2 separate regions of the Mus musculus genome follow, and region 1 is linked to region 2. The links are chromatin contacts, called in public Hi-C maps. All regions are on one chromosome and are shown on one strand. The core of a region is the stretch at or near the end of the contact, and the rest is flanking DNA. Distances in the headings are between cores, read along the strand shown.

Region 1 (6,219 bases), core at 2,739-5,238, 2.1 Mb after region 2:
GTTAGTCCGTGCCATTAAGACTTGTTTATGCGCTGGAAGGTGGTGTCTCTCACCTTTAATCCCAGCACTCCGGAGGCAGAGGCAGGCGGATTTCTTTTTTTTTTTTTTTTTTTTTTTTTTTTTGGTTTTTCAAGACAGGGTTTCTCTGTATAGCCCTGGCTGTCCTGGACCTCACTTTGTAGACCAGGCTGGCCTCGAACTCAGAAATCCACCTGCCTCTGCCTCCTGAGTGCTGGGACTAAAGGCGTGCGCCACCACGCCCGGCTGCAGGCGGATTTCTGAGTTCAAGGCCAGCATGGTCTACAAAGTGAGTTCCAGGACAGCCAGGGCTACACAGAGAAACCCTGCCTCAAAAAAACCCCCAAAAAACAAACAAAAAAAGAAAAAGACTTGTTTATGCATCTACCTGACTGCATGCTATGATGGGTTTTACTGGCTGCTACCTAGCTTTCGTACTTGGACATTTTTCTTGGAGGTGGTACTCCTACAGAAAGGCTAACCTATAGGCTAGGGCCATACAACTGTTTTCATTTCTGCTTTGTGTAAGTCATGGTTCCTGAGGTCTGACTAGACAAGTGACATAGTACTGGAAGAGCTACTGTCTCAGGCTGTTACACTGAGCTGTTGGCTCCGTGGGGGGGATGGGTTAGGAGACGAGGTAAAGGAGAATAGGTTCGACCCCATTCAGGAGGCCATTGCCAGACCTGCAGGTCTTAGTGATGGTGGGGACTGAGTAGGAATGAGTCCTTGGTTGGCATCAGGTATTGAGGAAACACTGATAGTGGCAAGTTATTTTTATTTTATTTTCAGACAGCCTCTTGCTATGCAGTTGAGGCTGGCCTCAATTTCATGGCAGTTTTGCCTCTGCCTTTCAATTGCTAAGATAACAGGAATATACTGCTATGCCTGGCAAGGTGTTCTGTATGGCTCTGCTCATTATGGGCCCTTATGCTGCGCTGTCTGGCCTTCTGCAGCTGCAGACTTGGCACAGTGCTGATGTGGCCATGGCTTTGCTTAGATAGCTATCCTGCATCATTTATCCAACTCACAAACCTGGCCTTCCACATGCTGTGCATGCTAGGGTAAGATGGAGCCCTCAGGATAGTGGATTGGATCTGTGGCTCTGGACAGAACCTGGCAAGGAGGTCGTTATGGGAGAGCTACATGTAGACTCAAATGTGACCCTTGGTAATTGTGGGATGTCAGCACAAGGCAACCTTATCAATCTCCTGACCAGTCCCTGAAGATCCAGAAGAACATCAGGCTTCCAAAAGCTTCAACTCCAGTTCTGCATTTGGGAATTTCTTCACCATTCTACTAACAGTGGTTGACTTCTTCACTTTCCACATGAAGAACAACTTGTGTGTTTTGTCCTTGTCAGCAAATCTTTTTTTTTTTTTCTTCTCTTTTTTTTTTTTTTTTTGGTGGGTTTCTCTGTGTAGCCCTGGCTGTCCTGGAACTCACTTTGTAGACCAGGCTGGCCTTGAACTCAGAAATCCACCTGCGTCTGTCTCCTGAGTGCTGGGATTAAAGGCGTGTGCCACCACGCCCAGCCACCTTGCCAGGAAATCTTTAAAGTTAGACAGGCACTGCAGCTATTTTTTTTTAAAGATTTATTTATTTATTATATGTAAGTACATTGTAGCTGTCTTCAGACACTCCAGAAGAGGGAGTCAGAGCTCGTTAAGGATGGTTGTGAGCCACCATGTGGTTGCTGGGATTTGAACTCTGGACCTTCGGAAGAGCATTCGGGTGCTCTTACCCACTGAGCCATCTCACCAGCCCGTTTGTTTGTTTTTTTTGACAGGGTTTTTCTGTATAGCCCTGGCTGTCCTGGAACTCACTTTGTAGACCAGGCTGGCCTCGAACTCAGAAATCCACCTGCCTCTGCCTCCCGAGTGCTGGGATTAAAGGGGTGTGTCACTACACCCAGCACACTGCAGCTATTTTATTTTTATTTACTTTTTAAATTTTTTTTTTTTTTTGAGACAGGGTTTCTCTGTGTAGCCCTGGCTGTCCTGGAACTCACTTTGTAGATCAGGCTGGCCTTGAACTAAGAAATCAGCCTGCCCTCGCCTCCCAAGTTTGCGATTAAAGGCGAGCGCCACCATGCCCGGCCCTATTTTTATTTTTTATTTTTTGAGACAGGATTTCTCTGTGTAGCCCTGGCTGGCCTCAAACTCACAGAGATCCACCTGCCTCTGCCTCTCAAGCGCTGGGATTAAAGTTGTGTGCCACCACTGCCCGGCGCACTACAGCTATTATCAGGATTACCCTCTGTTTCACACTGTCCCTACCTTAGAAGTCCCATGGAGGGATTTGCTTGTGGGTTGTTTGCCTGTGTGTGTGATATTTGGCAGCTCTGAAATGGCTAAGAGTGGCACTAGACTTTACAGTTCTTATTAGGGGGAGCAGGCTGCCCATGAACTCACAGAGGTTGACTACCTTAGCCTGAGCACAGGGATTAAAGGCCTATGCCAACACGCATGCCATATTATCTTATTGTATGGGTATTTGTATTTATATGAGTATCAATCACATGTATGGTGCCACAGGGGGCCAAAAGAGGGCATTAGATCTCCTGGAACTGGAGTTAGAGTTTGTTGAGAGCCATCATGTGGATGCTGGGAACTAAACCCTGATGTTTTCCAAGACCACAAAGTGCTATTAATTCAATTTAGAAATATAAAACTGTGTGTGTGTGCAATATTCTGAGTCAGTTCTCTCCTGCCACTATGTGTGATCTAAGGACCTAGAACCCTGTTTGTGGAGACCTGAGGAGGGCACTGGATCCCCTGCAACAGACAATACATATATTTTAACCACTTTGTGGGTGCTAGGAATTGAACCCAGGTTCTCTGGAAGAATAGGCAGTGCTCTTCTTCTTCTTTATTTATTTATTTTGGTTGTTACAAGACAGGGTTTCTCTGTGTAGTCCTGGCTGTCCTGGAACTCACTCTGTAGACCAGGCTGACCTGAAACTCAGAGATCCGCCTACGAGTGCTCTTCTTTGTTTTTTTGAGACACGGTTTCTCTGTATAGCCCTGGCTGTCCTGGAACTCACTTTTTAGTCCAGGCTGGCCTCGAACTCAGGCCTCTGCCTCCTGAGTGCTGGGATTAAAGGAGTGAGCCATCACCGCCCTGCCGGAGTGCTCTTCTTAAATGCTGAGCCATCTCTCCAAGCTCCCAGGATATTTTTTATCTACTCCTTGACAATTTCATATATGTGAACAATGCATCTTTTTGTTTTCTTATTTTTCGAGACATAGTCTCACTATGTGACCCAGATGGCCTTGAACTTGCAGAGAATTCCCCTGTTTCTGTCTCTGGAATTAAAGGAGTATACCAAGTCTCTCCCACTCCAGAACACCTGCCTCTTACTCGCCCAAGAAACCTCAACAGGTTTGTCTTGGGTACCCAGTTGGTCCAATCAGTGCTTCCTGTGGCATGTTGATGCACCTTGTTTGCATAAGATTTTAAAGAAATCATAGACCTTCCTATGAAGTCCCTTCTGGCCTTTCTTTCGCTTCTCCTTGCTGTGTCCCAGTACGCACTTAAAAAGTACCAGGTTTATGTGGTCCCTAGGTAGGTCATTCTATATATTTTCTGCAGTGATGTGGACCAGGAAATTCAGGGAATTCATTTATGTTGCCATGACAACCCCAAAGCTGTGACGTTGAAAAACGCGGCCGGAACTTTTGCTCTCCGACAAGAGGATAGTGTCGGGTTCCTTGGGCTGAGGGGGGAGAGGCCACGCCTGAGTCTACCTGCAGCTTTGTTGCTAAACACTTTCCCTTTCCACGCCCATGGCAATTTTTTTAAAGTCGCACGGACCCAACCCTGTCAACTGCCTAGAACCGGGAAGGCGGAAGCTAACTGCCTGGAAAAGCCAGTCCGCTCGCTCTCTGACTCATAAATGGCGTTGACTACCTGGCTGGCCCCGCCCCTTTCACCGAGGAAGGCCACCATTGGTTCTCTTCAAGGCTTCGTACTCCTATTGGTCAATGAGCAAAGGTCGCTGTTCAGATGAGGCCCAAAGTTTCTTTTGGTTTCCGGTGTGCCTGCTATGGCTACTCCAGATTCGCTAGCGCTGTTCACCGGCCTTGGCCTTAGCGAGAACAAGGCCCGCGAGACGCTCAAGAACGAGGCTCTGAGCACTCAGCTGCGCGAGGCGGCGACCCAGGTGCGAGCCCTGTTCCCTGGCCTTAGCTGCTTGCTGTGCTCCAGAGCAACGTGGGACTGGGTCCAGATCTTGATTTGCTCCGGGTGTCCTGCTCTTGCCTTGTGGGAAGAGGAAGACACTTTAAAGTGATTCATCCTAACTCACTGGGAATGGATCTTTTTTCCCCCGGCCCCCTGACTCCAGGCACACCAGATTCTGGGTTCTACCATCGACAAGGCTACTGGGGTCCTCCTATATGACTTGGTCTCCCGACTCAGGGATACTCGGCGTCGTTCTTTCCTTGTGAGCTATATAGCCAATAAGAAGATTCACACGGGACTCCAGCTGAGCGGTGAGTCCCGTCTGTTTTACTAGTCCACCTTCAATCTCTTCTTTAGCAAAGACTCGAGTTTGCTTTTTCTGTCAAGTGTTGCTTTTTGGACAGCAGGTTCTGGACAGGCACTGAGGCATGGAGGTAGAGACCTCTGGTGTGGATTGCAGAGTTACCACAATGAGAAGCCTGCTTCAGAACACATGGCTTCTCTTTTCTCTGGTCTCAGTGCTTCTCTTCAGTGGTGCCAGGGCCTAACCTCTTAGGCATCTAAGTAACCGAAATAGTTACCTCTTCACTGTACTAAGGCCCTATCTACCCACTTCTTGGAGCTGACTTGTCTAGTTAATTGCCCCTCCGTTTTCAGCTGCTCTTGAATATGTTCGGAGTCATCCCCAGGATCCCATTGATACCAAGGACTTCGAGCAGGAGTGTGGCGTCGGTGTGGTGGTGACACCGGAGCAGATTGAGGAAGCTGTAAGTCCTCTCCTCCAGGCATCAGATATCTCCTCCTAGTTCTTCTGCCCCTGCAAAGGAGTGGTGTAGCTTTTCTCCACAGACCCACAGTGAGAGTGGCTGTTGGTCTCCTGACTGCTTCTGAAGAGGTGTTCATGAACCATATGGCTTGGCTTTCTGCAGGTGGAGTCCACCATAAATAAGCATCAGTTGCAGCTCCTAGCGGAACGGTACCGTTTCAACATGGGGCTGCTAATGGGTGAGTTGGATCTGGGGCAGGGAGTTACTTGGAAGTGCATCATTCTGATTGTTCCTTTCATTTTGGGCATTCATGGGAAGGGCGATGGGAGTGTGAGCAGGGACAGGGTGCTAGTGTTCTGACAGGGTCCTGGTCCTGAGTCAGCTGGGCCTTCTTTGAGGAGGGGAAGAAATCCTCCCTTTTCCTCCTTGCAGCTTCTTATGTTTATCCTCTTAGGAGAGGCTCGGGCTGCGCTCAGATGGGCAGACGGCAAAATGATCAAGAACGAGGTGGATATGCAGGTGGGCACCTCCCTAAGAAGATGCTCCGGAGATAAAGGGAACGAGACCCTGTCCTTCTTCTGACAGGGAAAGTGGAGCCCAGTGTGGAGGGAGTAGCGCTTAACTTGGGTCTCTGAGTGAGGGTGACCCCCTTTCTTGGGAAGCTGCTTCCTCCTCTCACATGTGCATGCTGTGGCCTTTATTGATATCTGGCAAAGAATCACAAGAGGACGATGACTGAGGTACATTGTTTATCGTGATGCTGGGCCCACGTTATTTATCTGTAAATGGCAGCACTCGTTCTCTGGGCCCAGGATAAGTCCTCAGAAAGGAAAAAGCATTCAAGGCCAGTAGAACCATGTGAAGAAGCCAGCTGGGCAGAGGCAGGTGGATCTCTATGAGTACTAATCTGGCCCTCATAGTGAGTTCCAGACCAGCCGAGGATATATAGTAAGATCCCATGTCAAACAGCAAAACATGTGATGAGATACAGCGGGATGGGGTGGATAGGTTGGCTGGCAGAAAAGCCAGGAAGCCCTTGGTTGTCGGGGAAGGACTCCATCAGGAGATTCTTGAGAGAGTACACCCTTGTCTGTATCTATCTGCTCAGGTGCTTCACCTTTTGGGGCCCAAGATGGAAGCTGATCTGGTGAAGAAGCCCAAGGTGAGGCTAGGAATTGCCCAAGATAACTGGGAGTGCAGTAGAACGAGAGAGACTTACAGCTGGAGAAGGGATCGTCTGAACCCATTT
Region 2 (6,641 bases), core at 462-2,961:
ATCCCCTAAATGTACCATAGCCTCTTTGCACACCCATTTGGTTTATGCAGTCACACTTGTACACTAACACCCATAAATCCCATACATGGGTGCGTTAACAGTCTCTTCCAAAGTCAAAATATTTCATGCTGCAGAGGAGCTCCTTAAGCAGGGAGGTGAACAGCCAGAAATCAGCTTCAAGAACTCCCCTGAAACTGATCAGATTCACTAGAGCCCTCCCTGCCAGAGTAAACCACAAAAGCTGAGAGAGAACCCCTCTCCCACCACATAAAGCTAAGCTGCAAAGAAGCCTCCTCCGAGAGCACGCCAGCTCCCCAAAGAAGCAGAAACCAGCCGAGCTGCCTACAATAGGTTCACACCAGCTGAGGCACTTGGGAAAGACACTCCCCAACCAGGAGAGCTGCCTGCTGGCTGTGCGGTGTGTCCACGTTTTGTGAACTGTCACCCCTGTTTCGGGCTTTGGTGACATAGCTGTCTTTGAGTCCTTTCTGCTCCCATAAGTAATCCCTTATCTGTATTTCTGTAAGTAACCCCAATAAAAATCATTGGTTCACCAAGTTGGACTTTGGTGGTATCCGTACTGTGGACTGTCATGGGCTCCCTATCTGGGATAAGTAGATGTGTGTTTTCTCTCCCCAGGAAATATTTTGTCACAGGACATTATTCTGTGACCCAAAATAAGGTTTTTGTTATCAGGATGGACACATAGGATTTCAAAACCATATGGAAGTCAGGCAGGTGGCCCATGGCTTCAATGGCTTTAATCACAGTACTCAGGAGCCAGAGGCAGGAGGATCTCCATGAATTTGAAGCCAGCTTGGTCTACATAGGCAGTTCCAGGTCAGCCAGGGTCACATAGACACAGTCTCGGAGAAAAAAAAAAAAAAAACAAAAAACAACCCACACACAGGTATGGAAGTTGGAAATTCAGGACCCATAGGGTGAAAGCAAAGAAACAATTCCCAAAACTGCCCTTTGAGCTCCATACACATCCCCCGAAATAAATGAAATACTAAAAGGGCAAGAGTTACAGGTGAAGGGCACCTGCTGCAAGCCTGACGATCTGACTTTTATCCTTGGAATTAATTCACAGTAGTGGAAGGATGAATGGACTCCAGCAAGTCTGGACTTGACCTCCTTATGTGCCACCACCAATATAAATGTTTTAAGAAAAAAGACCTAGGGGAAAACAAACTACTAGCAAACAAGGACCTGCGGGGCAGGCGGGGAAAGAAACGCACCAACTGAAGGACACACACAAACCTTCGGAAATACACACAGTCAGATGCAGAGATAAACACAGAAGAGACATGCAAGCAGGCATGCAGACCGGAAAACACTACCCCAGCCCCCGCTATCCCAGCCCCCCGCCGCCAATGCGAAGAGAAGCACTTATACCCAGACCTTCCAAAACACACAGACACTCGCGTGCCCAGGGGCACAGGAAAACTGTACACGTGTTGCCCCGCGCTTGCGCCTTCCAAAGGACTCTGCCCCAAGCGGCAGGGACAAGGATGGCTGATCCGGGGACAACCTGAGGGCCTCCTTCTCTGGGGACACTCACCGCGTGGACAGGAGTGACCAGAAAGGCTCCGGTGAGGCGGGGCCCGGCCTAGGCGGAACCAACTGCCAAACAGCCTAGCGGCTGTGGTACAGCCTCCTTGGTAACCAGACGGCTAAAGTCCAGCCACCCAGGCGCGCTTGCGCAGTACGCAGCTGCAGGCCAAGCCTGGTTACCAGGGAAGAACGTGGGGCGGTGCCCTAAAGCACCGAGGCCCGCCCCTCTCAGCCCAGATTTTAGGAATTGTTATTGGCCTGAGAGCCTGTGGAAAGTCACCCGGTTCATCAATTTCCGCAGGTTTGTTTGCAAAATGGGGTTTAGGAAAGACACGCTGTGTAAGGATGTCATGGAACTTAAGGACAGGTCAGGTCTCAGAAGAGTTCTTGGCACCAAGCTCTCCTAGCGTTAATGCCAGATGATGCAGCAGCTCCAGACTTCTGCCCAAGCATTTTCTTTACTCGCCCCATTCCCCAGACGGGTCAGAGCTTAAGGTGTCTTCTAAGTCTGGTCTGCTCAGGACATTTATTTTTGGTTGGCAACCTGTGATCAACGTCTGGTCTGTCCCAGGTTCAGGCCTCTGTGTTGCAACCAGACTTTGGGGCAGGGAGGCCAGGAAGGGTGCAAAAGATTCACTACTCATTTGGTACCTCGCCAAAGTTGGCATTAACCGGATTCATTCTACAGGCTCAGAACACACTCCGATGTCACCTGGCCGAACTTTGGCGGAGCCTTCCACTCAGATATGTAGCATGTCAGCTTTATGACAGGTGTACAACTCGTCATGTACTGTCCTGACTCAGGGTGAGGGATGGGATGGGATGGGAGGTTGGGGGTTGGGGAAAACAGCAAAGATACCAGAAATATTTCGCCCGTTAAGTCAAGCCATTTCTGTGTGGAAATGATCTGTGGAGCAGATCAATGAGGATGCAGTTCGCTGACTGTTTCGAGATCTTCAACCCTGTTTTTGGTGCACATGGGGTGGAGGTGGGCTTGGGAAAACAAGTTTGATCAAAGAACGAAGGGTTAAGGTGCAGACGAGCCTAGTGGCAGCTTGTGACCAAGAGAGGGCGCCTGGAACGCCTAGGCCTGTCCCCACCTCCTGTCCCCACCCCTTTCCTACTTCTCTCCCCACCCGTCAATAGCACACGCCATTCTCCTGCGGAAGACCACGCACATTTCCAGGTACCACGCACATTTCCTGTACTCTCGACTCCCTCTCTTGGCGTCTCCACTCAGAACCCACCTGCCCCCAGGCTTCTCATCTCGGCTCTCCAGGTCACCTCTCCTTCCCTCTCCAGGCTACCCCTCCTTCCCTTGCTTCCTCCAGACAGACTCAGGGTTCTGGAACTGTGGCCAGTGAGCCGGGGAGCCTTGGCAGCGCGGGTGACCGCAGCGTCAACTGGTTGGGCTCCAGCGGCTAGCGCGCTGAGCACCCCGCGTCCCTGGCAGTCAGGAACTCCAAAGTCCTTGCTGACCGGTGCATGTGTTTCTGCTTCTGGAAAAAGGGCCTTCGTCCCAAACAAACTTGATCTCCTGCCTGTATTACTAGTTCACCCACAGTACGCTAGTGCTGGTTTAGATGAGGCTAATCAGGGCGGTATTTACCCTTGATTGAGCACTTACTATGTCCTAGGCATGTATAAGTTTTCCCCTCATGCATAGCCTCATTTAATGCCTATGAGCTATTTTTTTTTCTTTCTTTCGAGACAGGGTTTCTCTGTGTACCCTTGGTTGACCTGGAACTCACTCTGTAGACCAGGCTGGCCTCCAACTCAGAAATTCACCTGCCTCTGCCACCCAAATGCTGGGATTAAAGGTGTGTGCCACCACTGCCAGGCTATGAGCTAGTATTGAATAGTCCCACATACCAGTTTTTTACTAGCAGCAGATACCTTAACTGGGAAAGATTTTTTCACTTTTTGCTTTTTTTTTGTGGGGGGGTGTCTTCTCAAGACAGGGTTTCTCTATGTAATTCTGGCTGTCTTAGAACTCTCTCTATAGACCAGGCTGGCCTGGAACTCAGAGATCAGTCAACCCGTCTCTGCCTCCCAGTACTGGGACTAAAGGTGTGCACCACCACTGCCCAGCAGGTTTTCTTTTTTGTTTGGTTGGTTTTTGGAGACAGGGTTTCTCTGTGTAGCCCTGGCTGTCCTGGAACTCACTCTGTAGACCAGGCTGGCCTCAAACTCAGAAATTCGCCTACCTCTGCCTCCCAAGTGCTGGGATTAAAGGCATGAGCCACCAGGCTCGGCCCAACAGGTTTTCATCAATTCTTGAGTGACATTTGTAATTCTGCCATGTTGCTGTTAAGACAGTTAAAGCCCAACACCAAGCAACCAAGTGAGAGCAGCAGAAATAATACCCGCTTTTCCTGACCTTAATTCAGATCCTCAAGGCCTGGTGGACACCTAACTGCTCCCTGCAGCTCGCAGGCAGGGTTTCCTTCATTTCTCACCAGCCTGGCTTTGAACTGCAGGCACATCACCACTGGGCATGGCCGGTGTGGACCAGCATGAGGGCACCATCAAGGTGCAGGGCCAGAACCTCTTCTTCAGAGAGACCCGGCCTGGGAGTGGGCAGCCTGTCCGCTTCTCTGTGCTGCTGCTGCATGGTATCCGCTTCTCCTCGGAGACTTGGCAGAACCTGGGTACTCTGCAGAGGCTGGCCGAGGCTGGCTACAGGGCTGTGGCCATTGATCTGCCAGGTACTTCTGGGATCGGGCTTCTGGGCCAGGGTTGGGAAAAATGTGAGGATGGAGGACTGGAAGGATTTAGCCAATCTAGCTCCCTGAGCTTGGCAGTTAGGTAGCTAGACCTCTGAACTTGACTAGTCCTGCTCTAGAAGGAGCCATACGTGGTTCAGCTGCTTTTCCCTGGTACTGGACCTGTGTCTAGATGCCTTTGGGCTCACTTCCCTTCCCTCATCTGTAATGGTAGGTACCACACTCCTGCTGGTGGTGACTGTCCCTAGTGAGCACGGAAGGAGGTCATTGTGTGACTGTATTAGCTAGTATATAATGACAAGCAGCAGAGGGTGCCCAGCTGATGGGAAGCAAAGTACCTGAATAGAACCATATTCAGTCTGATGACAGCACTAACAAGGAGTCTTGCAGAGCCTTGGGAAGCACGGCGGATATAGCTAAGGACCTGGTCTCCTATTTGCAAGCAGAGTCCTCGAGCTGGGCCCTGGAGGAGGTGGGAAGAGCTTCCAAATTGCTTAGCATAACCTGAATGACCGGGCCCCACCACTTTCAGCGTGGAGTGAGGAATTGGAGACATAGCCTATCTGACAGGATCTAATCCCCTCACGGGCTAGAGCTGATACAGTTTCAGGTTTCAAGGGCAGATTTCCAGCCTGGCCAGGCTAGCTTCCAACAGTGGGTTGGGCTGAGCGTCACGGGGAAGATCTACACTAATGTTGTTGGGGGGAGGGGCGGGGCGACTGGTAGGTCCCATTACAGGAGCACACTCCTCCAGTGTCAAGTTGGGGCTCCATGCCTTTTAAACAGTTAATTTATACAACTTTAAATGGCGGGCACATTCCTTACCCCTTTAAAACAGACGTGGAAACTGCAGCTGAGGAGGGCTAAGAGGTTTAACCTGTGGTCATCTTTAGAGTAGACAGAGACCTGGGACTCAGACCAGCCCTGATAGACTCCAGAGCTTCATTCTTTTCAGGACACTGTTAGAACGAACACAAACATAAAAAGAATTGTCTCATTCTCGCCATAGATAAAAAACACTGGGCTGTGGGCATGAATGAATTTCAGTCTACTACTGGGTGTTACGTGAACCTGGGCACAGAGTGGAGGAAGGGACCCTTCCCATTCATTGCCGTTGTCTCTCCTACGCCCGACTACCTGCAGGTCTTGGGCGATCCAAGGAAGCAGCAGCCCCTGCCCCTATTGGGGAACCGGCCCCTGGCAGCTTCCTAGCTGCTGTGGTGGATACCTTGGAGCTGGGACCCCCAGTTGTGATCAGTCCATCATTAAGTGGCATGTATTCACTGCCCTTCCTCGTGGCCCCCGGGTCCCAACTCCGGGGCTTTGTACCAGTGGCTCCTATCTGCACAGACAAAATCAATGCTGTGGACTACGCCAGTGTGAAGGTACCGTGTGTGTGTGTGTGTGTGTGTGTGTGTGTGTGACTGAGATGGTATCTCAGGAGCAAGTCGGGGTCCATCCCTGGGCCTTCTTCATCTGGGAGCTGGGTAACCAATGGGGTGGTTTCTGGGGAGACCCCTTTTGGTTGACTTAGCTGATTGTTTCGCCAATCCCTGTATAAGACTGTGTGCTGGGGAAACCACAAACCAAGGTCTCCATCCACTGCATCAGCACCGCCTCTCCTCCTCAGGAGGGCAGGAAGAGACTGAAGAGGTGGTGAGGCCTGAAGCTAACCTTTAGAAGCTGGGCTGGTACGACCAGCCCCCGATTCTGTTCTCCTTTCCTTCCCCTCAGACTCCAGCTCTCATTGTATATGGAGACCAGGACCCCATGGGCTCCTCCAGCTTTCAACACCTGAAGCAGCTGCCCAACCACAGAGTGCTGGTCATGGAAGGGGCAGGGCATCCCTGTTACTTGGACAAGCCTGATGAGTGGCATAAGGGGCTGCTGGATTTCCTGCAAGGGCTAGCCTGAGACTCAGTCCTGATGATAGGAGGTTACAGACTGCCTGCTCTAGGATCTCTTGCTGTCTTCTCCTGGTCTCTGGCTTCTGCCTCACCTGCAACAGGTCTGTCTATACATCTGTCTGGGTTGCTGTCATTTCTGTTTTTCTCTTGCAGTGACAGATCAGATCAAGGCGGTAAATCAAGTGGAAAAAGCGTCGGGTTCAAGGGGAGAACTCTGATTGTGGGTAATCCATAAGCTTCCTCTACAGGCTCCCCGCTTGGTTCTCACTTCTGCCTTACTTCACTTTCTGATCCATCTCTCTCTTCAGCCGCTCCACAGGACAGCCATTCCTTCTGCCGCCCACCCCCCTTAGACCACAGACAGCATATGGGTATTGCTTGTTTAGATCCATCCCACACCCAGACAGAACCTTTCCCTTGGGAGCAGCACAGGGGTCCCACATTCTTGTGT

What was found. Hi-C and Micro-C count contacts between places; a contact is called where the count stands out from the background.
Region 1: a contact with region 2 is called in a Hi-C map of B cells, with 5 read pairs. The contact joins the promoter of Qars here to the promoter of Abhd14a in region 2. A contact is called at or near these places in 1 of 39 promoter capture datasets (the 3T3-L1 cell line) and 1 of 484 Hi-C or Micro-C datasets (B cells).

Annotation. Positions count from the first base shown.
Region 1 is chr9:108,504,017-108,510,235 of GRCm38.p6, forward strand. Qars (glutaminyl-tRNA synthetase) reads left to right here and starts at 3,989. Exons shown (of 24, transcript NM_133794.2): 1 at 3,989-4,183; 2 at 4,367-4,514; 3 at 4,861-4,970; 4 at 5,133-5,208; 5 at 5,425-5,489; 6 at 6,079-6,132. The coding sequence starts at 4,067.
Region 2 is chr9:106,445,967-106,452,607 of GRCm38.p6, forward strand. Abhd14a (abhydrolase domain containing 14A) reads right to left here and starts at 1,712. Exons shown (of 6, transcript NM_001110271.2): 1 at 1,565-1,712. Abhd14b (abhydrolase domain containing 14b) reads left to right here and starts at 2,674. Exons shown (of 4, transcript NM_029631.3): 1 at 2,674-2,743; 2 at 4,038-4,265; 3 at 5,427-5,668; 4 at 6,018-6,641. The coding sequence starts at 4,055. The coding sequence ends at 6,197.